Regions from separate parts of the Mus musculus genome. Here all the other regions are linked to region 3. A link is a contact called in public HiChIP or PLAC-seq and promoter capture Hi-C data. All regions are on one chromosome and are shown on one strand. The core of a region is the stretch at or near the end of the contact, and the rest is flanking DNA. Distances in the headings are between cores, read along the strand shown. Region 1 holds the start of Klf15 (Kruppel-like factor 15). Region 2 has its middle 34 kb from the start of Klf15. Region 3 holds the start of Mcm2 (minichromosome maintenance complex component 2). Region 4 holds the start of Cfap100 (cilia and flagella associated protein 100). Region 5 holds the start of Zxdc (ZXD family zinc finger C). Region 6 holds the start of Cnbp (cellular nucleic acid binding protein).

Region 1 (4,642 bases), core at 263-2,762, 1.6 Mb after region 3:
CTCAGACAAACAGCATGTACAAAGGTCCTGAGCTTGCGCCTGGCAGGTTAACCTGAGAAAGAGAGGTCATGGAACAAAGGGACCCAAAAGAGACTGAGGAAGGCTGAGAGAATGGGGTTATATATACTTCCTGTGAGTGAGCTGGGAGCCCTGGGAAGGTTCTGAAGCAAGGATGCCTAATGTGACTCAGGTTTAGGCAGAATGTCCTAGGTTGGCCATGGCTTCTAGACAGCTGGGGCATCTTCCCTGTGGACTGAGGCCGCTCAGCTACACTGTTGCTTTCAAGCTTCTGATCTTTGACTGCACTTCTCCCTGGGGGTGGGAGACATTGGACAGACAGAGTGTGAGGAATGCAGAGCCCAGGGTAGGCAGGGCTATGGAGAAGTGTGCTGGCCCAGCCTGACCCTGCCCTCCCTTGACAAGATAGGATCAATCAACTTTATGGACTAGCCAACCCCACCTGCTCTGCGTGCTAGCCCTGGCTAGCTATTCACTGGCTGTAGAATACTGGGGAAGACTCAGACTGGGCCTATGATCAATCAGAACGTTGATGACCATCTTGTGCTAAGCACAGACTCCTTCCGTGCTCTGGCTAAGACTCAGTTTAACTGCTGGATCATGGGCACTCACCTGGAGAATCCTCAGATCCTTATTTAAGGGATCTGGCTAAAAATCCTGGCCCCAACAGGGACGGCTTGGAGAAGCAAGGGGAAAGGCTGGCCACCTCGCAGTGTCAGGTAGGAAGCGCCAGGAAGGAAGGTCTGTCCAAATGTCCTGGGTATTAAGAAGCAGGGGAAAGACAAGACAGACCTGGCTGTGCCTGGCCCTCTATCTGCTTGGCTAAGAAGGCCCACGCTCGCTCTCAGCGGGTTTTTTCACGCCGCCCGGGTTTGAAGCCAGGCAGTGTAGGCTAAAGTGCACAGCAGGGTACCCAGCACTCTCTGCTCACGTGTTTTCTTGGGCTTCACTTTCCTCATTAAACCGGTGCAAAAGCTGTCTATGATGGCTTGGGACTGCAATCTGGAACTCCCTCTGCAGATCAGAAGCACCCTGCAGTCTTTGGGGAGGTGCCGCCACTGGTGGTGGTCAGCAAACCTCCGCAGTTTGTCAGTCGCAGAAGTCTAGGGTAGCGCAGTGAGCGTCCATTCCCGTGAGTAACCATGACCGCTGGAGGAAAGACCAGATGTATTTTTACAATTGGTCCCTTTAGACACGGTCCCTACTAGATCGGGCCTTGTTAGGAATGCGGAGGGGGTTGCAGGGACGATTCCGCTCCCGAGGTCCCACGTGGTCTGCACTTCGGGACTCTGCGGGCTTTCAGTGGATTCTAGAACCCGTCTCACGTGCGCATCGGAGGACCCAGTGCAGATCCACGAAGAGACCGGAGAGCGCGTGGGCAGCGGGAGGGTGCGGCCGAGGCGGGGCGGGGGCGCGTGACGCGCGGCGCTAGCCAATGGGGCGCGCGCCCGAGGCCGAGCCTCCTGCGAGCCTTCGCGGCGCCCGCGGCGTCACGTGAGCGGCCGGAGAGCGGGGAGAGCGGCGAGCGGCGAGCGCCCAGCTCGGCCGCAGGGAGTGCGGGCTGCGGCCAGGAGCGCTGGACGCGCGGCCGCATACGGAGCCGGGCCGCACGCGCGAGGCCGCGCCAGGCGACGCGGAGTCCAGGTGGGAGACGCGCGATGTACCGCGGCCGCGTGGGTCCTCCCTTGGGGATCACGGGCCGTCCCCTGGCGCGCGCTGTAGGAACCACGCGCGGAGGCCCGGGAAATGAGGGGACCCCGGAAATGCGGGGACCCCCGTGAGCGCGCCGGGCCTGCAAAGGGCAAATCCGGTGTGCGCAGCTTCTGCCCGCGGAGCCCACGCGCGTCCGTGGCACTCCTGGACCTGCGCTCCCATATGGCGGGGCCTGGAGACCAAGGGGCGGAGAGGTTACTGTCGGTCACTGTTGCGGTGGCCTAAGAGGGGACGCGAAGGGGGTCACTGGGCGGAGGGTAAGGTACTCTCCGAAGCTGTGCGCCAGAGTCCGAGCCACCTCCTTCCCACGTACTTCACACCCACGGGTGGGCACCCACGCGCGGGCACCTGGCGGACACCCGCACGGCTGCACTGCGCCCAGCACACGCAATCACACGACACAAACTCACACCCATTTGCGCGTACCCGCAGCGTGCGCTTATGTTCCGTATCCCCACGCAGAGTCCTCAGGCCCCTCTGAACAAACATTACCGGAGGGACCGCTGAGGGTAGCAGCCGCAGGGGGCAGGTCATCCCTCTTGGAAACATTCTCCCCTGGAGGGCACAGGGGAGGTTTGCTACCACGGTATGGGAAGGTGAAATCTCAAATGTTTGACTGAGTCCTTCAGATATTGCCCCCGACCATGGGGAGTCCCCGCCGCCCTACAGGTGCGAGAATGGCAGTAACTTTGGGGCCTTCGGACTCCTCAGGGAGAAGACTCTTATTTTGAAGACCGGCCCCCATTCGCCACCCCCGTGATTTGCACGCTGACCCAATGGCTAGCCCTTGGCCGGCTCTCGGCTTGTTATCAATTACATGTTGTTCCTACAGCCGCTGTGTCCCCGGGAGGATAAACAGCAGGCCTGGCCGGCTAAGAGAGGGGGCGGAGTCCAGCGGCCTGCCGGGGACCGTGCCCAGAACAGGGTGCCCCCTCCCCCTGCACGCAGCCTGCGCCTCTGGCTACGCCACGTGCTGCTGTTTTTCTGGGACCGGCTTGATCGCTGGCACTTGGGCTTTCAAGTCCTGGGTCCAGGAAGTCCTGGATCCCCTGGGCCTTCAGTACTTCAGTGTCCCCAGGGTTGCTCAGCACTGTTTTAAGATCCTGTGTTATAACCGGTTAGGGCCACTCCACTCCTGCATTTACTCCTGGATTCTGGAAACATTCAGCAAAGGCTAGGTCTGGTTTTGACTCTAGATCTAGCCCTGTAGTGAACAGTCAAGACTGCTTGTATTCTGGTGGGGCTTGAGCATACAAGACAGTTTTCACAGTGATACCTGACCGTGAAGAATATAATCCTGGTGGCTTGTCCAAGGTGGGAGTGGCTTCTGAGTTGAGATTTAAATAATGAGCTCCCATCTGGAATGCTAAGAGAGCCAGGACTTCCACAAAGGGGGCCATTGGCGCCAAAGCCAGGGCTCAGTAGGGTGATCCAGGCCTGGAACAGTTAGAGGGGCAGTTTGGGCGCGGGCAGGGCCCTAGTACTCTGAGTCCTGGAAGAATCTGAAACATTTTGGGGGGAGGGGCTCCTTCCGATGTAATTCTATTTTGTCACCCTACTTTCTTACCTGTTCTCCCTCTCCCTCCTTCTGTGTTTCAGTGGGATCCCACGTGGTTGCCTTTGAATTTATGATTCTCTGGCCTCAGCCTCCTGAGTGCCATGATTATAGGCATGAGTCACTATGCCCACCCAAATTGCTGCTCACTTTCATATCAGACCTCCGTTTCTATCGGTTCAAAAATCGATACCACAATCTCCTTTGAAAGCGTGTGACCGATCGACTGATCGCTCAGTGTTGTAGTGTGTCCGTCTCCAGTCACATCTCATTGCAGGAGATCTTAGGTGGTCCTTTTCTGGGTCCTGGGACACCATGTTCCCTGCATTTGTGTGACCGTTCAGACATTAGTAAGTGCTCAGTATACATGAGTTCACTGAGTGTGCAGTGACTAGGAGCCAGATGGTACCAGCAGTACCCAGATGTGTACACAGAGAAGTTATGCCATTTGCCTGAGGTTGCACAGCTGATAGCTGTAGGGTGGATGAGATGGGGTTGGGAGAATGGAATGGGTGGGCTCTGCCCTTCTGGCGCTTCATACCCTCCCAGACCCTGCTTTGGTAAAGAGTGTATTTTAGAACACATTCCCAGTTTTAAATCCTAAACTGAGTATTTAAACTCAGATTGCCTCTTGGCAAGATTACCTTTGGTCTCAGATCTTGCCTCTGTTCTCTACAGCAAGAGAGAAACTTATGGAGCACAGAGACATAGAACAGTTGGGGAGACTAAGGCACACGGTAGCGGGATGACTGGCTTTTCGGCAGCTGGTCAGTACCGGGTGCTAGGCTGTAGAGTGGACCTGAAGTCAGGTGGACAGGATGCAGCCTGAGCATCCTCCCCATCAGTTTGATAATCACACAGGCAGACATGGTCACTGGGCGGGACAAAAGTCCAGAGAGGTGGCCCCATCACAGCCAGAGACTGTTGACTCTTCTTGGATACCAGACCTAGTATGGCCTTTGGCTTCAGAGGACACAGCTTTCCCTTTTCCTTCCGATCCCCGCTCTCTGAGCCCCTCTTGGATACCTGGTGTGGTGCTGAGTGTTGGGGACCCAGGAGAGTGTGCTGCCAAGAAGGGACACAGGCATCTGCTGAGCCCCCCAAGTCGGTGAGTGTCCCAGACAGGAGAGCTGGGCTGGGGAGGCAGAACAGGAGGCTCTGCTCTCATGCGTTGGCCAAGGGCGAATGTCACCCCCATCCTTCCCAACGGCTATAGGGTTCAAGGAGGTTACCCACACCTGGGCTCTCTGACCTTCTATGGACTCACAGCCAGGGGCTGGACCTTGCTCATTATGGCAGGAAGGTGTTAGATGTTATGGTGGAAGGAGGTTTTTGCTCAAGTATGTGAGACTTTTC
Region 2 (4,552 bases), core at 18-2,517, 1.6 Mb after region 3:
CTGTTCCTCTTTTTTTCCCCAGCTCAACAAAAGGCCGTGAACCCACAAGCCGTTTTAGTATTTGCTCCAGTGTTCCTGCTGACTCTGCCTTCAAAATCTCTTCTCAAGCAGGCCTGTCTCATCATCTTCATTACTAACTATTCACACAGAGAAAAGACATCTGAGCCCCTAAATCTCAAGTTAGCTCACTCTTTGCAACCCAGTGGGCCCTGGCCCTTTCCCCATGGCCCACTCTCCCGTCCTGCTGCCACCTGCATGACCGCTCACACATTGCCCTGTGTGCTGCTCCACCCCGCACCTCCTTCCTGTTCCATGTGTGATTTTCCTAGAAGTTTCCAGGAGTGAGAAGATGGCCATAAAACTTGGTAACCCAGAGGCTGAGATGGGTTCACACAGGAACCCCTGCTTTGTCCATAGCAGTAGAACTTCTACCCATACATGAGGGTAAGTGGGAGCAAAGCCCTGTGCAATCCTGGGTAGCTGTGCACAGTGAGCCATTAACTAATGTGGATCCAGCAGGGCAGAATGGAGTCTGCTCTGAATGCTGGGCAGTCTGGGGCAGGAGAGAAGAGTCAAACTTCTGGGTGGAATTGAAGACTAGGGGGCAGGGGACAGCAGGCCCAGAGGAGCAGGAAGAGTAAAGTCTTTATGTGGTTTTTAGGGTATAGAACAGCAGTTCTCAACCTGTAGGTGCTGACCCCTTTGCCACACTCTGTCGATGATTCATAAGAGTCGCAAAATTACAGTGATGACATAGCAATGAAAATAATTTTATGGTTGGGGTCACCACAACATGAGGATCTGTATCAAAGGATCACAGAATTAGGAAGGCCAAGAAGCACTGGTATATAGAGGGAATGAATCAGGACTTTCAGTGCTGAGACCCAGTTCTTCTTTTGTGAGACTGAGCTAAGCACACAACAGTGGTTAGGGTGTTGACCAGCATCTTAGAGCCAGGGACCGTGGGTCCCTTAAGGGAGGTTCCCATGCGCAGACTGATTGTGGTGATTGAGTCTCAAGTGGGGGACAGAGGCTCCAGAGCAAGCTGGAGTTTGTGTTGGCTCCACACCAAACAGTGCCTCTTTCTGTAGCCCCAGTAAAGCTCATACAAGGGGCTATAGAGGAAACAGACAGGGGGGGGGGGGCGGACTAAGGAAAGAAGAAAGCACACACAACAAGTAGCTGGCAAGAACACCCCTGTCCCACCACAGCAGAATCCCTGAGGGATGACAGGAGCTAAGCCTTAGCCTCAGGAAGGGCAGGGCCTCTTCAAAGCATTCTCTCTTTGACACTTTGGTAGCCCAGGACTCAGGCCCTCCTTCGCGCCAGCCTGAGCTCAAAGGCGCTCTGTCTCCCCCCCAGGCCTGGGGTTGAGAGCCAGGCTCAAGATAATGAAGTAAGTGAGCTGGGGGCACCCATTTGGAGCCTCTCTTTCTCTGGGAAAAGGCAAAGGGGCCATTACAGGGAGGCAGACTTATCAAGTTCACACAGACTGCGAGTGACTCAGCCTCCCAGCTGGGAAACTGGGACTCTCTCCACAGCTCCCAATACTACCCTAAGTCTTCCCACTGCTTCACTGGCCACAGAGGAAACCCTGGCCCCAACTAAAGGAAGGGGACTAAGAGTTTTGGTGACAGAGGTGTCATACAAGAGTCCAGAAGGAAAAGCATGGTAAAGAACATTTTACCCCATTTTCCTCACAAAAGGAGAATGTGGACACTTAAATATCTCAAGGAAAAATAATTTTCTAAAGAACTGTCAAGTACCCAAGATACTTAAAATGTAAATAATGTAGAACCCAAGAAATCTCACTTCCCAGCAAAACAAATATAGCAGAATATGAAAATAATCCCCTGTGACAAAATTAAAGACCACTAAAGAATGTGGCATGAATCATTACAAAATTGATCAATGTAACTCACTAGATTACTAGGCACAGTGAGAAACAGACAATTGTGTTTATGAAACAAAGACAATTCTTATCAAAGCCAGTCATGTTCCCGCTGCATATAAAGAGTCCCCGTGGGCCCAAGGGTTGCAGCCTGGATCTCCAGCTGTGGATGCTATTTTGGGAGGTGGTAGAAATACTAGGAGTCAGGGCCTAAAAGCAGGAAGTAGGTCACTGGGGGCATGCCCTTGGGCTGCATCCTGTCCTGGCTTCTCTGTTCTCCTTCCCTGACTACCATGAAGTCAGCTCCCATCCACACCACCAGGTTAGACCCACCTCACTTCAGCCCCAGAAAGTGCAACCAAGAGGCTGCTCAGTCTTCCGACAGTAGAATCCAAGGTCTCTTCTTTCATGTTCCCAGGCCCGGTATTTTGTCACGTGATAGAAACCTGCCTGGGACAACTAGGAGTCTGTCCTACCCCACAGAAATAAGTTTGTGGGCATGCATTCAAAGTTTTGAACTTGATCGTGCAGGGGCTTGAAGCATACTTCCACCCATTACACTATGGGGTGGGGGGAGGTCAGAACAACACGCAGAACAGTACAGGTAGCTCTGGACTTGATCCAGTCCCGTCTCCTAGCTGTGGGTTAGTCTCCTTTAGTGCTCACCATGCTCCAGCTTCTTTAACCTTGGGTCACGATGGAACTTGGTCTTCAGTGTTACCAGGAGGACCAAACCACCTTAACGTGTGCAAAGGTTTTGCCTTGTAAAACAGCTCAGTGATTGGTCAGCATTCAATGGAGTCACGTTCCTTCTGGTACAGAAAAAATTTCCTGTCTAATCTTCATAGTGTATCAGAGATCCTAACCAATGATGTTGCCTAGAAACTATCAGAGATATAAACATTAGCAGTAGAGGTGAGGATCATTTTTCCAGGGGGATGCTTTCCTCCTCTTCTTCCTCCTCCTCCCCCTCCTCCCCCTCCTCCTCCTCTCCTTCGTCCTTTCCTTCCCCTTCTCTTCCTCCTCTCCTTCCTCCTCTCCTTCCTCCTCCTCTTCTTCCTCCTTTCCTTCTTCCTCCTCCTCCTTCTCCCTCTTCTCCTCCTCCTCCTCCTTCTCCCTCTTCTCCTCCTCCTCCTCCTCTTCTTCTTCCTCCTCCTCCTCCTTCTTCCAGAGTTAGGGATCAACTAGTGAAAACTACTAAAGCTAAGAAATGTTCAGCAGGAGTGGGAGAGAAGGCTCAGTGATTAAGATTGCTTTCTGCTCTTTCAGAGGACCTGGGTTTGGTTCCCAGCACAACTGTGGCAGTTCACACCCATCTATAACTTCAGTTCTAGGGCATATAATGCTCTCTTCAGACCTCCATGGCCACTGTACATGCATGGTATACAGAGATAAGTGCAGACAAAGCACACATAAAATAAAATTTTAAATTATCTTAGAAGTGTTCCGTAAGTTCAAAAGATTCCTTCTAAAATACCAATAAACATAAGACAAAAGGAGAGGGGATGTAAGTTCTGCTCCAGTGACAACAAAGCACAGAAATGAGCTGAGAAATAACTGAACGTAGGCAGGTGAGGCAGCTGGTGAATATGCTGGTCACCAAACCTTGTGACCCAAGTCTAAACCCCAGAACCCATATGAAAGGAGAGAGCCGACTCCTGAAAGTTATCCCCTGTCTTCCACATGTGACATAGCACACACATACACACCCAAACAAACAGACAAACAAGTGTAAAAAGTAAATATGAAACCCTGGTTGGTTGTGTGGAATGCAATTTTAAAGACTTTGTTGAGACAGATCTCATCTTAAGTTGAGACACATACACATTTTTAAACACCAGCATCTAGGCAGAGATACAGATGAGATCCCAAGACCCAGGGGTTAGAAAACCCCACGCCTAATCCCACCTTCAGCAACCTAGAGACGGCAGGACATATCCTCAACAGGTGCAGCATTTCCACAGCCTCCTTGAGGTCTGTAGCCCCCCCCCCCATGCGCATGCGCTGTAACCCCTTATTTATAAAAAAAACCAGGGCCGTCTCTTCCCTCACTCTTTTGCCTCCCACCCTGACTTGGAAGCAACCTCTGCATCCTCTCCCTTTTCCGAAAAGATCTGTTACCTGGTGTGACTTTGTCTTCTGCTTAAATCGTAACACTGGGAGATGATCTGTTCTCATAAACATTAACCAGGGAGTCCATGGTAGAGTTAGGATTTGAACCTACCTTTACACTCTCACATCTGGGCTCCCTCGGTCCTGTTCTGCATCCATTAGTCTTAAGTGTTTCTGGACCCCTGTTCCTTGCCTGACTCTAGGCCAGGTCTGTCTGTCCTTTGATGACAGACACGAGTGCTCATGTTCACCTCTCTCCTAGATGGCTTCAGGCTCTTAGGGGAGCTACCACCCACCCCCTCCACTAAGTTCAAACCAGTTTCCACAAAGGCCGCCAAGGGTGATATACAAGTCTCTGGTGTCCCTCTCATTATCCACCAGCATGCTTCCTATACACTGTGAGGTAACCAGTCTTCTGGGGCTGAGAGAAGAGTGGGGAGAGTGGGGGCAAAATGGAAGCAAGGCCACACCCACCCTGGATGCCGATCTCACCCAGGTGTGGCTCCAAGTCTCCAGCTTCACTTCTGTCTCCCTTGGCAACCACACAGG
Region 3 (4,562 bases), core at 975-3,474:
CTCTAAAGTGTCTCTCACTTTAAAGAAGAGGAGGTGGCCCTGGAGCCCCCCTACCCCCCCCCGCGGCCCCCCCAGCAACTCTGCAGGAAAGCCCTTGCTGCTGAGCCCAGGATGATCAACTCCATCAGTCCATGGACACTCACTGCAGACCCAGTCTCTTCACACCTAGCCTGGCAGTGTGTAAAGAAAAGAACCAGATGGTGCAGACAGCCCAGTGATGGCTCATACCCCTCAGATATCCCCTACGGAAAGGTACAAAAGCAAGGTGCCAAAAGCCTCCTAAGTGGCCACATAACTGGTGTCGGTAAGGGAGATCTCCCTACCTCCTGGCAAAGCTCAGTTTCCTGACGGCCTCAGTCACCTTCTGTATGTCTGCTTACAACTCTGAACACTTGTGACCCAGAGCCTGATGCAGGCTGGGTGCAAGTTTGCTGACTGAACCATCTTTCCGAGTTGGTGCCACCCTTCAGGGCTCTTCAGATCAGACTCTATGGGTCCCCTTCTCCTAAGCGGGGGCTTGCCTGGGCTTTAGGGTCTAGTCTGAGGTGTATACAGTGAGCTAAATGCATCTTCCCAGTGGGTGATGAACCTCCACATCCCAACCAAGCCATATACAAAGGCAAAGTCACCAGGTTGGCTCATACACTCATGGGTCCCCAAGGCCAGGCCACCAGACACGGGGGGGGGGGGGGGGGGGGGTCCTTCTGCTAAGCCACCTAACCACAGCCTACCTCTCCATGCCATCACCAATGAGTTCCTCTCCATCCTCTTCTTCCTCCATGGGCCCCTCTGTGCCCAGCAGCCCCTCAGACTCATCTTCAAATGGGGGGAGGTCTCTGCCAGGGCTGGAGGTCAGGGCGTCAGCACGTCTGGAGCTGCGGCCTGGGCTGGAGGTGAGGGGATCACTGATCCGGCGCCGCTGACGGGCAGGGCTAGATGCTGAGAGAGACTCAGAAGACTCCTGTAGGAGAAAAAGTCTGCCATCAGACACTGGAGGGACACAGGCTGACAGCCTCCTGGTTACCATGGGGCCTTCCCACAGTCTGTCTCCTGTACACTAGGCATTGTTCTCAGGGACATATTAGTCCCTCAGATCTGTCCATGTCTGTCTTATGAAAAACCTCGGGGGCTATGTAGTTTTTTTTAAAAACCTGTTTATAATCTATTTTCACACCCCACTTAGCCCAAACCCCACAATATGCTGGGTGCTGAAACAAGAGGTGAAGATAAAAGAGGCATCAAGGAACACTATTCTAGAAGTGAATGGTGGAAAGAACAGATCTTTAACCTTTAATGAAAACGCTAACAGTAAGAGTAGGGAAGCCGAGCCAGGCAGTGGTGGTGCACGCCTTTAATCCCAGCACTTGGGAGGCAGAGGCAGGTAGATTTCCGAGTTCGAGGCCAGCCTGGTCTACAAAGTGAGTTCCAGGATAGCCAGGGCTATACAGAGAAACCCTGTCTCGAAAAAACCAAAAAAAAAAAAAAAACCAAAAAACCAAAAAACCAAAAAACCAAAAAAAAAAAAAAAAAAAAAAACAAAACAGAGTAGGAAAGCCGGGCCTGATGTCACAGGCATGAAATCCAAAATACCTAGAGGCTGAAGCCTGATGATCGCCAAGTTCAAGGCTAACCCGCACTACAGAGCGAGTTCAACCCCAGCCTGGGTTACTTAGTGGGACCCTTTCTACTTTCTTTCTTTTTGAGGAAGGGTTTCTCTGTGCAGTTTGGCTGCCCTGGAACTCACTCTGTAAAACTCAAAGACCCGCTTGCCTGTAACCCCCTAGTGCTGGGATTAAAGGCATACGCCTCCCCGGCCCAGCTATGAGACTCTCAAGAGAGAAGGGATGCACGCAGCTACGTGGTAGCCGGCTTTCCCTACATGCGCGGGGCTCTGGGTTCCATTTCCTGCAGCCTCACCACCATAAGTGCGTGTAAACCCGGGGCCTAGAGACACATGAGGAGAGCAGAGACGACCCGTCCCAGACTGGTGCAGGTAGCCCCGCACTCAAGCCTGCCACTAGAGGAAGATACCGGCCAAGCTAGCCGAGATCGCTGAATACCGCCCGCCCGGGATCAGCCCATTCCTCACCGCCATGTCTGCGCTAGCTCCACCGCACCAGCTGCCACCGGTTTTCGCGCGAAAACTAGACCACGTGACCCGCCCATGCCCGGGAAGCGCCGGGAGGACTCAGACGTCACTACGTCCTCGTCAATCTAGAGCGGAAGGAGGGCTAGAATGTTTGGGCACGCCCACACCAGAAAGCCCCGCCCCGCTCCCCGCCCACAGCTTTCAAAAGGCTGAGCCCTCGCCTCCTGCACACCTAGGCTTAACCCTTCAGCGTTTACCACGCTAAGGCAAGGAAGCGGGACTTTGGGTCACTAGTGGCTCTGAGGACCAATCCGGCCTTCTAGAGTGTGACCTAGGTATCTAAGTGTCGGTATGGCCACTTGTTGCAACTGAGACTGTTTCCTGATTTCTTTTTTTTTTTTTTTTTTGGTTTTTCGAGGCTGGGGTTTCTCTGTGTAGCCCTAGCTGTCCTGGAACTCACTCTGTAGACCAGGCTGGCCTCGAACTCAGAAATCTGCCTGCCTCAGCCTCCCAAGTGCTGGGATTAAGGGCGTGGGCCACCACTGCCCAGCTTGTTTTCTGATTTCTTCCTGATTTGGCATCAACCTCTCCCAAAGCACTGAGGTTCAATCCTTCAAGCACCCAGGCTGCTGTGGGCTTTTATCAAAGTGGGAATCAATTGTACTTGGCTGCAGTTGGCAAAGGTATGGGGAGGATGTTCCAGGTGAAAAGGGCCTGGTGCGTGATGCAGTACAGCGAAGGCTGGGAGTATATAGGGATTACCACTCCCTTGGTTCAAAGCTTGTAATGCCCAGGAAAGGTGGGAGAGTTCAGACTGCAGATTAGCAGTCTGTCTAGGAGTTGGAGCTCTGTCCTGACATGAGGTCACCTGAGGGATCTGTTAAATCGAGGTGTAGGATGAATCAGTAGCTACCACCTGACGAGGTGGGCAGAGACAGGCTGAGTGCTTCCAGTGAGAGGCCTGCTACTGTTCCTACAGTCTTAGGCATCTGGTTCTCAGCTACTGGGCAGGATGTGACTTCTGCTGTATGCACAGCATCAATAATCCCACACAGAACCTAGTGTAGGGCAGAGAGGAAATCAGGAAGGACGCTCAGAAAGGGGGATCTGCAGGCTTTATAGTACAAGAGATACCCCAAGGTGCTAAAGGGTATCTTAGGGAGATGGGCTAGTATGACCTCTGAGACAGGAATCCACACCCTCTTGTCTGCTGGATGCCACTGTGGTACCCAGAGCTGCTATCGATGCAGGAAGGTACTGCATCTATATGCCAGAGACTCAAAAATAAATAAATAAAAAATAGAAAGCATATTATGCCACCATAATAGGATATGTTCTTTGAAAAGCTGACTGTGTCCACCATAAGCCCCTAGGCCCCTACAAGTTCCAATGATATGACAAGCACCCAATTCTTAAAAAAAAAAAAAACAAAAAACAACTTATCTTCCTCCTTTATAGAATCTCTCATTACTGGTCTGCCATTCCATGCTTACCCATCCTTACTAGCAGGGTGTCATGGACAAGATAAACCAGAGCCACATTCTGTGAAGAGTCCAAGTAGCCTGGGCCTTGCTAGACCTGGTGACAACGGAGAGGGGTAGAGTCACCACAGGCCTGGAAGGACCCTGCAGGTGGGTAATCCCTTTACTGTAATGGGATAGAAAGAGGTGTGGTTTGTAATTTTGAAAGATCAGAACAGCGAGTGAGATTGACATAGGGAGGGTCCCAGTGTCCCAAACATGCTTTAGGTTCCCAAGATGGGCACAGCTGTCCATACCCTGCACTGGTGCAAGCCAGGAACACTACCTGACCGATCCCCATTCATGTGACTTCCTGGATGCCACACTGTCCTGTATGCAGAGGCCACAGTGATGGAGGAGCAACTGCCTCTGCTGCCAGAGGGAAAGAGGCATTCGATGACCTCCATCACTCAGCAAATGCCGTAAAAATCTCCCAGACATCACACATGGAGCCCCGAATTCCAGAGGGTCAAGTGCAGAGTGACATACTGTTACTGTTCTTCTGAGACATAGCCCTGGCTAGCCTCAAACTTGAGACGATAGTTCTTTATTTTTATTTTTATTTATTTATTTATTTATTTATTTATTTCAGAGACAGGGTTTCTCTGTGTAGCCCTGGCTGTCCTGGAACTCACTCTGTAGACCAGGCTGGCCTCGAACTCAGAAATTCGCCTGCCTCTGCCTCCCAAGTGCTGGGATTAAAGGTGTGTGAGACAATATTTCTGTCTCAGCCTCAAGAGCACTGGGATTACAAACATATCATCCCACCACACCCCGTTTGCTTAGTCCCTAGGCCCTTGTGATTGACAGTGGGGTTTGGGGACAGGTGCTGGAGAAAAGGCTTAGTGGTTATGAGCATGGTTAGAAGCCCTGAGTTCAATTCCTGTGGCCTTTTTGACACCTGGAGGTCAAGGAGGGCCTAGGACATGTATTTTGCTATTATTCCTAAACAG
Region 4 (4,526 bases), core at 804-3,303, 1.5 Mb after region 3:
CATTGCCCCAGTGCTGGCGTTACAGGGATATACCACCGTTCACGGGAAAGGCAGGGGTGGGAGGGCATTTTTTATTATGTGGGGGAAAAGACAAGCTGTAGACTCATGTTTCTGCTCAGATGTGAACAGAGCTCGCTTGGAGATGGCTCTGAGCATCACTGTGGTGTCCGGGGAGATGTTGGAGGTAGGCTTTCCAATAGGTTTGGACTATGGAGGACTTGCCCTAAAAACACATTTTTTTTAAGCAGAAGAAAAAAGAAAAAGAAAAGAGGTGGCTCTGATTTGAAAGCTGAAGGGAGCAGACAATGCAGGAATGATAACACTGTCCACCTCACAGTTTCCTAGTGTGAGCACTGACAAGCATCCATGTCACTTGACCTGGGGACCAGCCAGCTCTCCTCCTCTAGACTCAGCCTAGCAGCCACAGCAGAAAAGAAGTAGAGAGGCTTGCTTTTACAGTGGCATCTCTCCCTACCTGCTACTGTCTACTATGTGTTCTTTCAAGTTCATGCACGGAAGTCCGTATCCCCACAGTACCTCAAAATGCAGCCTTGTTTGTAAATAAAGGCCATTGCAGATGTGTTTAGGAAAGCTGAGAACATTCTAGCATACACCCAAGTTCACAGTGATAAGAAGGACGACACTGGGGCACAGACACACACTGGAGGAACTCTATGGAAGAGCAAAGGCAGAAGTGGGTGGCGCCCTTAAGGCCAAGGGCAGTCAGGATGCCAAGTGCCCAACAGAAGGCAGAGGCACCTGGGTCAGACTCTCCACAAACCTCAGAAGGCACCAGCCCTGTGCTCCTTTTTCTCATGGCAGTCAAAGCTGTGCAACAGGCTTCTACCAGCTAAGCCATGAAGCCCTAGGTGGGGTTCTGCATCACGATAGCCACAGGAAAAGCATGCACAGTGTTGCTTTAGAACTACGTCAGTATTTGAGTGAGTTTACACCAAACTGTCCCAGGGTTCCTTTTGCCCTCCAGGAGCCCCCACCCAGCTCAGTACTTACTGTCTTCAACCATTTTCACGGAGAACCTAGAGGACCGTGCCTTGAACGCCATGGCTGAGGACCAACCGGTGTGCAAAGCTTGGCCTTAGCTGAAGCAGATTCTCGCCTGGAGAGTGACACAGTACTTGAGAGGATGGTTCCCCCAAACCCACAGCCCACTTTGAACTGAGTGACTTGCATTTCCACTATGTGGACTAACACTGCCTATTCCCTGTATCCAGGTTTAATGGAATCTACTATTCCCCTCCTGGGCAAGGCTGGCCCATATCTTCCTGTTCTCGGAACACACCAGCTTTGGTCTGCCTGGAGCCTCTGGGGAGCCTCTCACCTAGGTGAGGTTGGAAGGGTGAGGGGCGGGACTTCTCCCTTTAAAACTGGGCTCAGATGTCACTCTGAGAGACCTTCCTGCACCAATGCATGTAATGACCCTTCGTTTTCTTCTTTACAAGGTCAAGTGGTTACCTCTTACAAGACTTTTATTGCATATGTCTTCCAGAATGCAATCTGCACGGAAGCAAGCCCTCTGTTCCACCTGTTAGAGCTCCCGACGCTATGCTATGCTAGGTTCCCTTCAAAATGAAGTGAGTTTTCCTGTTTGCAGAAGCTCAACTAGTGTTCCAAATCTCAACGAAGCAGGGCCGAGGGTGGAGCCCAGGATTGCTTGCAGTCTGAGCATCTCTACCTCAGCCAAAACACTACCAGAGAATCCTGCCTCCTAACACCCCAGCTTCTCTTGGCACACCACACCCTGGGGCAAGAATGCAGCAGCAAGGGAATGGACCAGTGCTTAAATGGGGCCTGTCATAGATAAAGTGGAAAAGAGCACCGAAGGACGCAAAGCCTTGCAAGGGACCCAATAGAGTATTTGATCTCGGACCAGAGCCCCACAGCCACCCCGCTGGAGCCCACCCCCAAGCCCCCTGGCCCAGCCCCGCGCGCACCAACCAGCCGCGTGCACTCAGCTTGCTCCGAAGCCTCGGTCGGCAATTCTCCAGTCTTCTGGTCCTGAACTGCGTTTGCGACGCCAAGGCAACTATTCTCACAGGAGCTGTGATGTCATAAAGCCCCGGAGGCGGGCCCGGGCACACTGGGCGGGCTGGCGGGCCGGCGGGCGCGGAGTACTGTGCAGGACTGTGGCAGCTAAAGAGCAGAAGACACGGACTCAGGGAAGGGACAACGACTAGAAGCAGAGCGATCCGGGTTGTTGCAACCCTGCAACCCGGGGACAGGGTACGTTTGCCCAGCGCACTAGCTTCTTTCACCCCCAGATTCTCCTGCCCATCCGTAAAGGATTTTGTTGCAGCTAGGGCACAGACAACAGCCTGGCTCTTCAGAGAATATTTAGGAGTCTTGGGGCCGGGGAGGACGACGGTAAAACAGTCTACAGGCTAGGAATGTGCCAAAGACAGTCTCCCTTAGCTCCTGGCGCTACTCAGGGTCGCTGGCGCCACCCAGTGGGTGGAGAGATAGAACCAAGGCAAGAAGGCCAGGGGTAGGAGTGTAGAAGGATCCTGGAATGGGTCAGGGACCCTTGAATCACCAAAGGGACAGTATCCCGCAGGGCAGTCCAGCGCTGGGCATGGGGGAGCCAGGAAGAAAGGGTGGGCCCTGCATATGTGGTTTGTTGGTTTTGTTTGTTTGTTTGTTTGTTTGTTTGTTTGTTTGTTTTTTATGCAGCTAGTGTTAAATACTCTTTGCAAGCAAGTGGCTCCCTGCCTGGTGTTGGAGGAGGGCCCTTACACTGTGGTCTAGAATTCCCAATATTCTGGCCTCAGCTTCCCAGTAGGCTGTCAAAATAGCCAGACAAACTACAAAACAAAACAAAAATAATAGGAAGAAAGAAAGGAAGAAGAAAGAAGAAGGAAGAAGGAAAGAAAAAGAGAGAAAGAGAGAAGGAAGGAAGAGAAAGAGAGAGAGAGGGAGGGAGGGAGGGAGGGAGGGAGGGAGGGAGGGAGGGAGGAAAGAAGGAAGGAAGGAAGGAAGGAAGGAAGGAAGGAAGGAAGGAAGGAAGGAAGGAAGAACAACAGTAAAACCTGCACCAGGTTTGGAGTGCTTATTTATTCAACCAGTCAAGCAAATATTTCAGAAATCATTCATCTTTCACACCACGAGGGCTTTTACGAATTTAGAAAAATAAGCCACCAAAAGAGAACAAATGAGGGTGCTACCATTCCTGGTGTTAGCACACCTGTCCTGAGTCCCCGGTGAACCCTCACAGGGTGTCCTTTAAGCCAGGTATTGTTCTCAGCGCAGATCCATTCAGTACTTACTACCATCCTGATGACTAGGTCCGGTTCTGAACCACCACCCCTCAGCATGAGGAACCAATGTGAGCCTAAGATCCTAGAAGAAAGGCACACTGTGTTCAACATTGTACAAGCCAGAGTGATCGGTGAAACCTCAAAGACTGCGGAGAGTTGGAATGCTGCAAATCTAGAGCCAAAATTATCTGAGGTAATACTAGCCCTCGAAACAGCCACTGTGATTGACAGAACATTCTTGTAACTGTTACATAACTCTTCTCGGAATGTTCACACCTCTAACTTCTACCAACACAAAGGCCGAGAATGTCCTCAGATGGCATCTGAGGCCCACAGCAGAGAGCTCCACACCCTTCCTTGTAACCCAAGTCTGTGTTCCTCGGCCATAGCCGCTCAGTGTTTGGCTAGTTACTTCCTGTGAAGCAGAGCTGGTTTTACGTCAACACCGGTGAAGGCAGTTACCCAGACACGCTCCAACTCCCACCTCTTGTGGATCTTATGCATTATTCAAAACGATGTGTCTCGTACCAGAGATCGGGGAAGCCTGGAGGCGTGCTCGGTAAAGACGATAAGCTTTCTGCTGTGCCTCTTGGTTCCTCGGAAGGTTAGAGAAGAGATCATCTAGAAGATGTGGCATGGTATGGAAATTTAAACAAATTTTTACTTACGGGGTGGGAGAGCTCAGAGGACAACTTAGGGGAGTGGATTCTCTTTCCACCCTGTGGCTTCCTGGGATCAAACTCAGGTTAGCAGGCTTGGTGACAAATGCCTTTGCCTGCTGAGATCTTTAATCTTAGTCTAACATTTGATGATGAAAGCTTATTTTAAAAATTAAGGAGATGGTGTGTAGTAAGGCCACTGTAGCTGTCCCTGCAAAAGCCCTCTATGTGGTGGCCTGGGTCCTCCTACAAATCTCTTTCCAAGCCGGGCGTGGTGGCACACGCCTTTAATCCCAGCACTCGGGAGGCAGAGGCTGGCAGATTTCTGAGTTCGAGGCCAGCCTGGACTAACAAAGTGAGTTCCAGGACAGCCAGGGCTATACAGAGAAACCCTGTCTCAAAAAAAAAAAAAAAAAAATCTCTTTCCAGCACCAAGTATGTCTAAAGTTCAAAAGTTTTCATAATAAAATGTTTTGGGAAAAACTATCAATATTCCTAAAGGGGAATTGTTCTCTTTCTCTATCCTTGAAAGGTGTATGGGTCTGGGAACAGAAGGCAGACAAGAGGAATTGCGCCGTGGGGATTCTCAGATCCT
Region 5 (4,210 bases), core at 351-2,850, 1.5 Mb after region 3:
GGACAACATTTGATTGGAGCTGGCTTACGGGTTCAGAGCTTCAGTCTATTATCAACAAGGCAGGAACATGGCAGCATCCAGGCAGGCATGGTACAGGTGGAGCAGAGAGTTCTACATCTTCATCTGAAGACTGCTAGCAGAATACTGACTTCCAGGCAGCTAGGAGGAGGGTCTTATAGCCCACACCCACAGTGACACACCTACTCCAATACCTTCTAATAGTGCCACTTCCTGGCTCGAGCATATCCAAACCATCACAGAGTGCATAAGCACATATACAGACAGGTAAGGTTTTTCACAAACAGATGTGCTATTTCTGTGCTCATTTTTTAAATGTATTTTTAATAGAAGCATACAGACGTGTCATTGCTGTCATTTGTTGTCAGTAGCTTTTGTATATCAGATGTGCTGTTCAATCAACACTTTTAATGCCAAAAACTTTTGCTCCTTGGAGAACCCATCCCTATTAGAGGCTAGCCCTAATTCCCCATCTCCCACTAATCTACTGTCTGTATAACTTAGCTCTTCTAGACATTTCATATAAATGGCATTATAGCACATTCTCTTTTGTGGCTGAAATATTTTTCATAGGTTTGGTCATGACATAACTTGCAAAACTCTGTAATTGCTCAAAAATATTCCACTGTATGAATATATATTCATCTGACAATGAACACTTGCATTGTTTCCCCTGGCGAGTTGTTGTAACAAAGATTACTATAAGCATGCAAGTAGTTTTTGTGTAGACATATTTCCATCCCTCTTCAGGGAGACACAGGGGGAGGGAGATACCCTTGCATTTTAAGGGGCAAATTGGTGGGAAATGGGGGTAAACCAGTGTAGGTGCAAATGGCAGGTTGGCAAAGTTTTAATAGTATTTGAACTTTCAGAAGACTAAAGCCTGACCTACAGAAAACAGGCTGGAGGCAGAAAGGACTGGAATGGGTGGGGGCGGGGAGACAGTTGGGTAAAGGTGGAGCGGAAGACAGGTTCCTTAGCTATTTGAGAACCTAGGAGTGAAATAAGTTTGAATTTGAGTGGTGATGACAGGAGTGGTGTGATTCCAGATGAATCCGTATGAGACAAGGGGGATTGTGGAATTCAGGGAACAACCAGCAACTTAGAAGGCAGACATATATCAAGGAAACACGGAATGTCTTTAGTGGTTTAGGTAGGGATCCCATCAGGACCTGCTACAGGGCAAATCAGGTCGGTGGCACAGTAGCAGCAGATAGACGCGCTCTTCGGCGAGGTCATAGAGAGATGACAAGCAAAGTGGAGAGGTTCAAAGCCTGAGTGTCAGTTCTGGATCATGTGGCCACAGGTAAACTTGACTTGTTTCCTTACACTTGGCAATCACAGGTTGAATTAGCTCGTATTTTCAAAGTACAGAGGGCACAGGAACTCTTAAGAAACGCAATCAGTTTTCATTCCTTTGCGCTACCCAGATGCAAAAGTAGGAGCCCAAATCTGAAGACCCTCTTTTTCCAAGTTGGGACTCCAAGCACAAGACAAGTTGGAGGCTCCGCCCCTGCTCCAGCCCCTGGGCTTCCTCGTGACTACAGTCCCGACAGCCCTCGCGCGCCACGCCCACGCCCACGGCTCCTGCGCACGCGCAGCTCGAGATGCGACTCTGGGCTGTAGTCTAAGCTCAGCTTTGACAGAGGCTCCCGGGGGGCGGACCCTAGGTGTCGCGCGCATGCCTGGCAGGGCTGGGCAGCTCTTCTCCGGTGGCTGCGGTTCGGACGCCTCAGCTGGGCCTAAGATGGACCTCCCGGCGGTGCTGGCCGCCCCGGCCACGCGCGGAGACCAACATGGCGGTGGCCCGAGCCGACTTCGCCGCGGCGCGGGGCCGTCCCTCGGTGCCGGTCCCGGGCGCCGTCGCCTGCTGCTGCTGAGGGGCCCGGAAGATGGCGGGCCCGGGCCGCGTCCAGAGGAGGCCCCGGGGCCCAGCCCGCCGCCCCCGGAGGACGGCGGCGACTCCTTCGTGGTACTGCTGGAAGTGCCGCGCGCGGCCGACACCCATGGTCAGGAGGAGGCCGAGCCCGATTCGGGCGCGAGCCCCACGGAACAGGTCCCGGCCGCCGCCCCCGGCGCAGCTCTGGCAGGCACGGTCACCATCCACAACCAGGACCTCCTGGTGCGCTTCGACCGCGGCGTCTTCACGCTGGCTGCGGCGCCCGCGCCAGCCGCCCCGAGCCTGCATCCCGCGACCACCCCGGGCCTGGAGCCCTCGAGCGCTGCTGCGTCCCGCCGCGGGCCGGTGGCCGCTAGCGCTGGCTCCCCGGCCTACCGCTGTCCGGAGCCGCAGTGCGCGCTGAGCTTCGCCAAGAAGCACCAGTTGAAGGTGCACCTGCTGACGCACGGCAGCCTCCAGGGCCGGCGGCCCTTCAAGTGCCCGCTGGATGGCTGCGGCTGGGCCTTCACCACCTCCTACAAGCTCAAACGGCACCTGCAGTCGCATGACAAGCTGCGTCCCTTTAGCTGCCCGGTGGGCGGCTGCGGCAAGAAGTTCACCACCGTCTACAACCTCAAGGCGCACATGAAGGGCCACGAGCAGGAGAGCTTGTTCAAGTGCGAGGTGTGCGCCGAGCGCTTCCCCACACACGCCAAGCTCAACTCCCACCAGCGCAGCCACTTCGAGCCCGAGCGGCCTTACAAGTGTGATTTCCCCGGTAAGCTGGAGACGCGGACCTGCCGGGGCGGGCGGGACCCGGCGGGGTCTGGACCCAAGGGCCAAACTGTCGCTTGTTTGGGCAGGGTTTGCGGAGGTCGGGGTGGAGGCGTTACGCGCCCTGATCTAAATGAGAATAAGGCAAAAACACTCCCGTGTTTGTTTTGAAGTCCCTTTCAGGTACTTAGATATGAAGCTCTGGGTTCCTACAGCCAAGTGGCATGCACAATCGCAGCTATCCGTGGGGAGGGTACAAACCTTTGTTAAGATGCTTACATTGGAAGTGACCTCTTCTCAGAGTTGAGTCAGGACTTTATTTTTCTCAGTCTACTCGTTCAACAATACCAGAGGAGTCAGAGGTCCAAGATACATAAATCGAAATATGCCACCTTAAAATACTGAGGGAATGAGCACACATTGGTGCTTCTCTGGTCCCTCTCCAGCCTCTCTGGAAGCCCCATTGATTAGAGGACACAGAGCTCCCAAGGACGCCTCGAACATTGGATCAGACCCCTGTCCTTTCCAATATTATGAATAGAGTGATGCTCCTTCATCAGGAGCCGGTGTGTGACACAGCTGTTTTTGTGTCTTTTATACTGATTTTTGACAGACTAATCAGTTTCTGGAATCATGTCTGTTCTTTTTACTTTTAGCCAGCATCTAGCTTGCACATTAACATTTATATACACTCTGCACTAGTAATGTGCATTGTAGATTATTCTCATATGAAGATTATTATTATATGTAGGGTATAGCACCTGAAAAGGATATCTTGTGTGTTGTATGGGGCTGGGAGGAAGAACCAGACTTAACTTGTACAAGCAACAGATTCTACTGTTGTATTCTAGCGTGCACATCATATCTGATAGAGTCTGATGTAGAAATCATCAGGCTGATGATTGAAAACATGCAGTCATTTCCTAATCCGAGAATGATGATGGCTGCTCTCACCCTAGCAAAGGTAGCACCATTCTCTATCATACTGGGAAGGACAGGGGTCCACTCACTTAAAAGCATGAGGTGCCCCTGAGGGTCTTGTGCTGGCAGATCACTTAGGCTTCCATAGAAGCTGGGAGAAGGAGCAGGGGAACACCACCTTTTCGTGTCCAGTCAAGGAGAGGTTGTTTTGACAACATGAGCTAGGAAGTGGCAGTGGGAATGGTGTGGGGCTTCAGGAAAAGATCACAGAGTCAGGGTGAAAGAGCTTGCCTATTGATAGGGGGTGGTGAGGACTGTTGCTAAGGCAGAGAATGCTAATGTTTGGATTAACCTAATCACATATACCCTAAATAGCAAAGCAGACAGCTTGAGGCTAAGGAAGAGGATTTTTGGATGGAGCAGAAATTCCCTGGGCTGTTACTTGTATGTAGGGCTGTATAGTGATTGTATTTTAGAGATGGGGCTGTGAGAACAGAGGTGAAGCTGGCAACCTGAATAAATGGGTAAAAGATAAAGAGGAACCAGATGGTAAGATGCGGGGTGTCAGTTGCAGAAGCTGGAGGGAATTGAAAAGTGTGGAGGATGCAGATTCCCACT
Region 6 (4,156 bases), core at 1,553-4,052, 1.0 Mb before region 3:
TCAGTATAACAACTGTGATAAGGCAAGGATAACCCTTTGCTTGGGAAATAGAACTTAAGGGTCTAGAGGATAAAAATGGATATAAATCACTGTGTTAAGAAGGCCAGATGAAATAGTAAAGTTAGCTCAACACACATCATAGTTGGTGGTGAGGGCCCTGTATCTTTGAGGTGATATAACAAATGGGTAGCCAAGTTAACTGGCTAACCTGAACTTAACCATGATTCTGGGATCTTTTTATACTGCTAAGATACTAGCAAGAGGAAGAGAACACACATCTGTTGTCTAACAGCAGTGAAAAGGAGTGTTCTGGGTTTGGACATAGGAGGCAGTCCTCAAATTTAAGAGATGGGCCTCAGTTCTGGTATTAAATGAGTGTGTCACCACTCCTGGATTTTCCTGCCCTTTTAAAACAAGTTTATTCTGTAGCCTAGGCAGGCTTCAAATGTATTTGCAATCCTGTCCATCCTCCCCAAGTACTGGGATGGAATAGGCCTTTATCACCACACCTGGCTTGTATTCATAATGTGCAAAGCCTTCCTATTTGCATGAGGCCATAAGTTCACTTTATTATCCCAAGTATTTAGCAACCTGAAGTTAGACAGTGCCAAAACAAGAGCCCTATTAAGTGAGGCAGTGTGGAAAAGAGCATTCTCCACATAGTCAGCCAGGGTGCCTTGCTTGGTGTTAGTACTCTGGTTCTCAACTTACTGTCAGGAGGGAGTAGAGGGAGGCAAAATCTCTCTGGAAATGCATTCACCTAACAATCACTCCAGCAGTGCCTTATTCACTATATGTTTTTAGGTCTAAAAGGTAAAAAGCCATACATCATTACAAAATCTTAACATTTGCAGTTGTTCAACTGCCAGAATATAAGCCCTTGGTCTTCAGCTGACTTGGCTTAAAACATTTTACAAACTGCACATCTCTTTGAAATAATTTACCTCTTGGTATTAATATGAAAATAATCCAAATACAATAATTTCCTAATGTGAAGTAGGAGGTAAATAGCCAGATATCGTACTGTTAAGAGTTTTAAAAACTTGTTACGAGTTGTAATTTGAGGGAAAAATTAAGCCCTTAATTCAGCCCTTGGGATTCCAATAAATTATTCCTTTTATAGTCCAGCATACAAAGAGTTCCTTGTAGACAAGCAGCAAACTTAAGCTTTAAAAGAAAAAAAAAAGCACCTAGGACTATGCGGGTTACAATTTGATAAGCTTGAATTTTAACCAAAGTAACTTTCAGTTTTTCAGACTTAAAGAATAAAGTGATAAGGATCACAGTTTATGTATCTTTTTTTAAAACTTTCAAAATCTTAAATTCAATATATACTAGGAGCAAATGGCTAACAAATTTGCAAATTTAAAATTAATCCATTGTCATAAGTCTCTCCAGAATTGGGTCAAGCAACAGGAAATGGTAATTTTTATCACATAAAACTACATCTGGGGGTAAATTGGGGATATAACTTAATTCCCTTTTACTTTAATGCAGTCAGATTGAGTGTCGTGGTTTCTTGTCTATTTTGTGTCTTCAAGAATATTGCAAAAACCTAACCAGCCGATTGCTGTGCAATGTCTCCTTTTCCAAGACCCCCACCCCCACCCCAGATGTAGTCACTTCCTCTGAAAGTGCCTGGTGGCCGAGGCCATGTGCTTGACATGTGGCAACAGGCAAAAGGCTTCACCTATAAAATCAACACCTAAACCCAAGTGAGAACGATTAAACCGTCCTAAAACAGGTTTTCACGGTAATGAAAAATCTAGATTGATCTTTGCCAACTCTACTTCCGAGGCTTTCTTGTAATTTATATCCATTTAATCCGAGAAATATTGGCAAGGACTTCTGCCACCCTGATGGCCTTAAAGGCCTGACAACCTACGGGTCCTATCCACCCGGTTCCCGCTCCATTAAAAAAAAAAAGGGGGGGGGGGGGTGAGGGACCTAAGACTTGACTCTCATCGATCCAGGGAAAGGTGGTTTCTTTTGACTAACGATGTCGAATAAGCTGCTTAAGAATACGAACTACAAGAAATCAGGAGTTTGAATAAAGGTCGCCAGTACAGAGAACCGAATCCAGACTCCCAAGCCTTACAGCGGCGTGCGCGGGCTTCGTCACAGGCCAGGTCCTGAGGCCCCGCAGCCGCTGGCACATGGCCCGCCAGGCCTCCACCGGGCGCTCGGCCTGGGGACCTCCACCTCGACCAGGCTCTCGCCCCCGCCACACCGCCCCGTTCCAGGAGTTCCCGCCACACTGGCCCTCGGCGCTAGGCCCGCGCGCGACTCTCCTCGCCTCGGCCCCAAGGGCGCCGGGCCTCGTCGCCACACGGATGAGGCCTGCGTGGCCCTCGGGGCCAAGAGAGGGCCCCACGCTCCAGCCCTAGTGCCAGCGCCGCAGGACGGACAGGACGCCCGCCACAGTACGGCGGGCCAGAAACTGGAGCCGAGACGCCGCTCGGGCCGAGCCCCGCGCCTGACGCAGCAGGGCGCAGGCCGAGGTGCGGCCGCCATCGCGCCTCGCAGTTCCGGCCCTCCGTCCGTCTCGGCCGCACCAACCCCGCCACCTCCGTTGCGCAGGCTACACCCTCGCCTCTCACCTTCGGCGTCTGAGCTGCCCACAGCGGAGGAGACTCGGACGAAGAACCAAGAAGGCGACTCGCAAAGCAGCGGCTGTTTATTTTCAGGGTCCTTGCCTGCGCCACACGCGGGTCTGCACACGGCCCCACACACGCCGCTGCGCACGGCTCTCCTCCGCCTCGCCCACGGATCCAATCAGCGCAGGAAGCCAGGCCAGCCAATCAGAATCGCCCGCTGGGAGCGCGGCCTCGCGCGAGGGCGGCAGGGGCGGGGCGGACTGCTCCACGCCCAGCCTCTTCCGGCCCGCAGCGCTCGCGGCCTTCCCGCCCGTACCTGGGTTCCGTGTCTACGATGAGTGGTTCGCTGCTTTCCTACTAGCAGTTCGTCCCTCGAACCTTTGCTGGTTCTCTCCAGCCTACGGGGCTGATCCGGGCAGTGGTCGCAGCTTGCGGGAGCCAATCTCCCCCTGCCCGGCCTCCCCTAAGCCTGGTGGGGCTCAGAAGCAGACCAGGTTCCAATACACACACACTTAGGTTTGGGGGAAGGTCTTAGTGGCCTGATCATAGAAGCGGCTGTGGCTACCGTTACGGTCCATGAGATGCGTTTGGGTTTTGTGTTTCCTGGGTATAAACCGACAGCGCGCTGCTAGTGCCCCTGGCTTGCAATAGCCCCAAATGAAAATGCCTAATGAGGTTGAAGATGGTGACAGGTGATTTGTGTCACAACACTTCTTGTGACCCATAATGAATGACATCCCTAGGATTTGTGGATGAGAGGAGGCCAAGAAAGTTATTGCCTGGGCTGCCCCATTCAGGAGTGACCGTCGTTTGCATTTCATGGTGTCTCCAAAATAGATTGTGTGTGTAGTCATAGGTCCTCAAAGCAGAAGATAAATTTTTCCTGTAAGTCCTGGGTTTGATTCCCTAGCGTTACCACACACCCTGAAGACAATTTCTATATAAACTAAAGCATTCTAGAACTCTGTCCCGTTTTAATGATTTTTTTAATACAAACATGAAGAATCTGGAAATCTCAAGTCTCTTGAGTTCTAAAAAGTACTAAAATTTGTCTAGATTTTAGTTTCCGCTAGCGACTTACTCTTTAAACTTACACATGGGCCTGCAGAAATGACTTAGAAGTTGAGAGCAGCCAGGCGTGGTGGTGCATACCTTTAGTCGCTTGCACTTGAGAAGTAGAGGCAGTAGGATCTCTTGTCAGTCCAAGTTCATCTAATCTACATAACAAGTCCCAGGTCAGCCATAGCTACATAGTAAGACCTTTGGGCTGTAGATATGGTTTAGAAGAGCATTTGTCTCGCACAAGACTCTAGATTCCATTTCAACAGAAGAACAAAATGTTCAACCATAGTCAGACCCAGTCTCAAAATAAGCAAAAAAAAACAAAAACAAAAAACAAAAAAAAAAAAAAAACACCAGCAACAACACATGCTGCTATTGAAGAGAACCAGAATTCAGTTCCCAACACCTATATCCTACTAACAACTACATATAACTCCAGGTCCAGAGGATCTAATGTCCTCTAACTTAGGAGGTGCACATAAATATACCCAGCCACA

Evidence for each region. Promoter capture Hi-C pulls out the DNA fragments that hold promoters and counts their contacts. HiChIP or PLAC-seq counts read pairs in DNA pulled down with a chosen protein or histone mark.
Region 1: a contact with region 3 is called in a promoter capture Hi-C map of embryonic stem cells, with 3 times the contacts expected there. The contact joins the promoter of Klf15 here to the promoter of Mcm2 in region 3. A contact is called at or near these places in 10 of 39 promoter capture datasets (3T3-L1-derived adipocytes, cranial neural crest, embryonic stem cells and 4 more), 1 of 115 datasets of contacts at active chromatin or transcription factors (embryonic stem cells) and 1 of 9 other capture datasets (pancreatic islet).
Region 2: a contact with region 3 is called in a promoter capture Hi-C map of hippocampal neurons, with 4 times the contacts expected there. The contact joins the enhancer-like site here to the promoter of Mcm2 in region 3. A contact is called at or near these places in 6 of 39 promoter capture datasets (the 3T3-L1 cell line, 3T3-L1-derived adipocytes, cranial neural crest and 3 more) and 3 of 115 datasets of contacts at active chromatin or transcription factors (astrocytes, embryonic forebrain and pancreatic cancer cells).
Region 4: a promoter capture Hi-C map of liver shows a contact between it and region 3, with 4 times the contacts expected there. The contact joins the promoter of Cfap100 here to the promoter of Mcm2 in region 3. A contact is called at or near these places in 6 of 39 promoter capture datasets (the 3T3-L1 cell line, cranial neural crest, embryonic stem cells and 2 more) and 3 of 115 datasets of contacts at active chromatin or transcription factors (embryonic forebrain, embryonic stem cells and kidney).
Region 5: a promoter capture Hi-C map of liver shows a contact between it and region 3, with 2.8 times the contacts expected there. The contact joins the promoter of Zxdc here to the promoter of Mcm2 in region 3. A contact is called at or near these places in 11 of 39 promoter capture datasets (the 3T3-L1 cell line, 3T3-L1-derived adipocytes, the HPC-7 cell line and 7 more), 1 of 484 Hi-C or Micro-C datasets (embryonic stem cells), 1 of 115 datasets of contacts at active chromatin or transcription factors (astrocytes) and 2 of 9 other capture datasets (liver and pancreatic islet).
Region 6: an H3K27ac HiChIP or PLAC-seq map of thymic regulatory T cells shows a contact between it and region 3, with 5 times the contacts expected there. The contact joins the promoter of Cnbp here to the promoter of Mcm2 in region 3. A contact is called at or near these places in 17 of 39 promoter capture datasets (the 3T3-L1 cell line, 3T3-L1-derived adipocytes, the C10 cell line and 13 more), 1 of 484 Hi-C or Micro-C datasets (neutrophils), 4 of 115 datasets of contacts at active chromatin or transcription factors (cardiomyocytes, embryonic stem cells, extraembryonic endoderm stem cells and 1 more) and 1 of 9 other capture datasets (embryonic stem cells).

The regions. Positions count from the first base shown.
Region 1 is chr6:90,461,064-90,465,705 of GRCm38.p6, forward strand. Klf15 (Kruppel-like factor 15) reads left to right here and starts at 1,513. Exons shown (of 3, transcript NM_023184.4): 1 at 1,513-1,662.
Region 2 is chr6:90,494,339-90,498,890 of GRCm38.p6, forward strand. No RefSeq gene overlaps it. Among named protein-coding and RNA genes, the nearest start is that of Klf15, 34 kb to the left of the region's middle. Within about 2 kb of position 1,268, at least 48 of the 459 cell types and tissues checked have an H3K27ac peak or open chromatin away from gene starts, as enhancers often do. A contact at or near this core is called in astrocytes, where this site is marked.
Region 3 is chr6:88,896,556-88,901,117 of GRCm38.p6, forward strand. It overlaps Mcm2 (minichromosome maintenance complex component 2), which reads right to left and starts at 2,225. Exons shown (of 16, transcript NM_008564.2): 1 at 2,090-2,225; 2 at 732-961. The coding sequence starts at 2,095.
Region 4 is chr6:90,426,427-90,430,952 of GRCm38.p6, forward strand. Cfap100 (cilia and flagella associated protein 100) reads right to left here and starts at 2,054. Exons shown (of 17, transcript NM_173775.3): 1 at 1,953-2,054; 2 at 1,012-1,117. The coding sequence starts at 1,063.
Region 5 is chr6:90,367,894-90,372,103 of GRCm38.p6, forward strand. It overlaps Zxdc (ZXD family zinc finger C), which reads left to right and starts at 1,601. Exons shown (of 10, transcript NM_173002.3): 1 at 1,601-2,675. The coding sequence starts at 1,766.
Region 6 is chr6:87,848,304-87,852,459 of GRCm38.p6, forward strand. It overlaps Cnbp (cellular nucleic acid binding protein), which reads right to left and starts at 2,803. Exons shown (of 5, transcript NM_001347325.1): 1 at 2,601-2,803. Gm44064 (WAS/WASL-interacting protein family member 2) reads left to right here and starts at 1,199. Exons shown (of 2, transcript XM_030255689.1): 1 at 1,199-1,204; 2 at 2,057-4,010. The coding sequence starts at 1,199. The coding sequence ends at 2,935.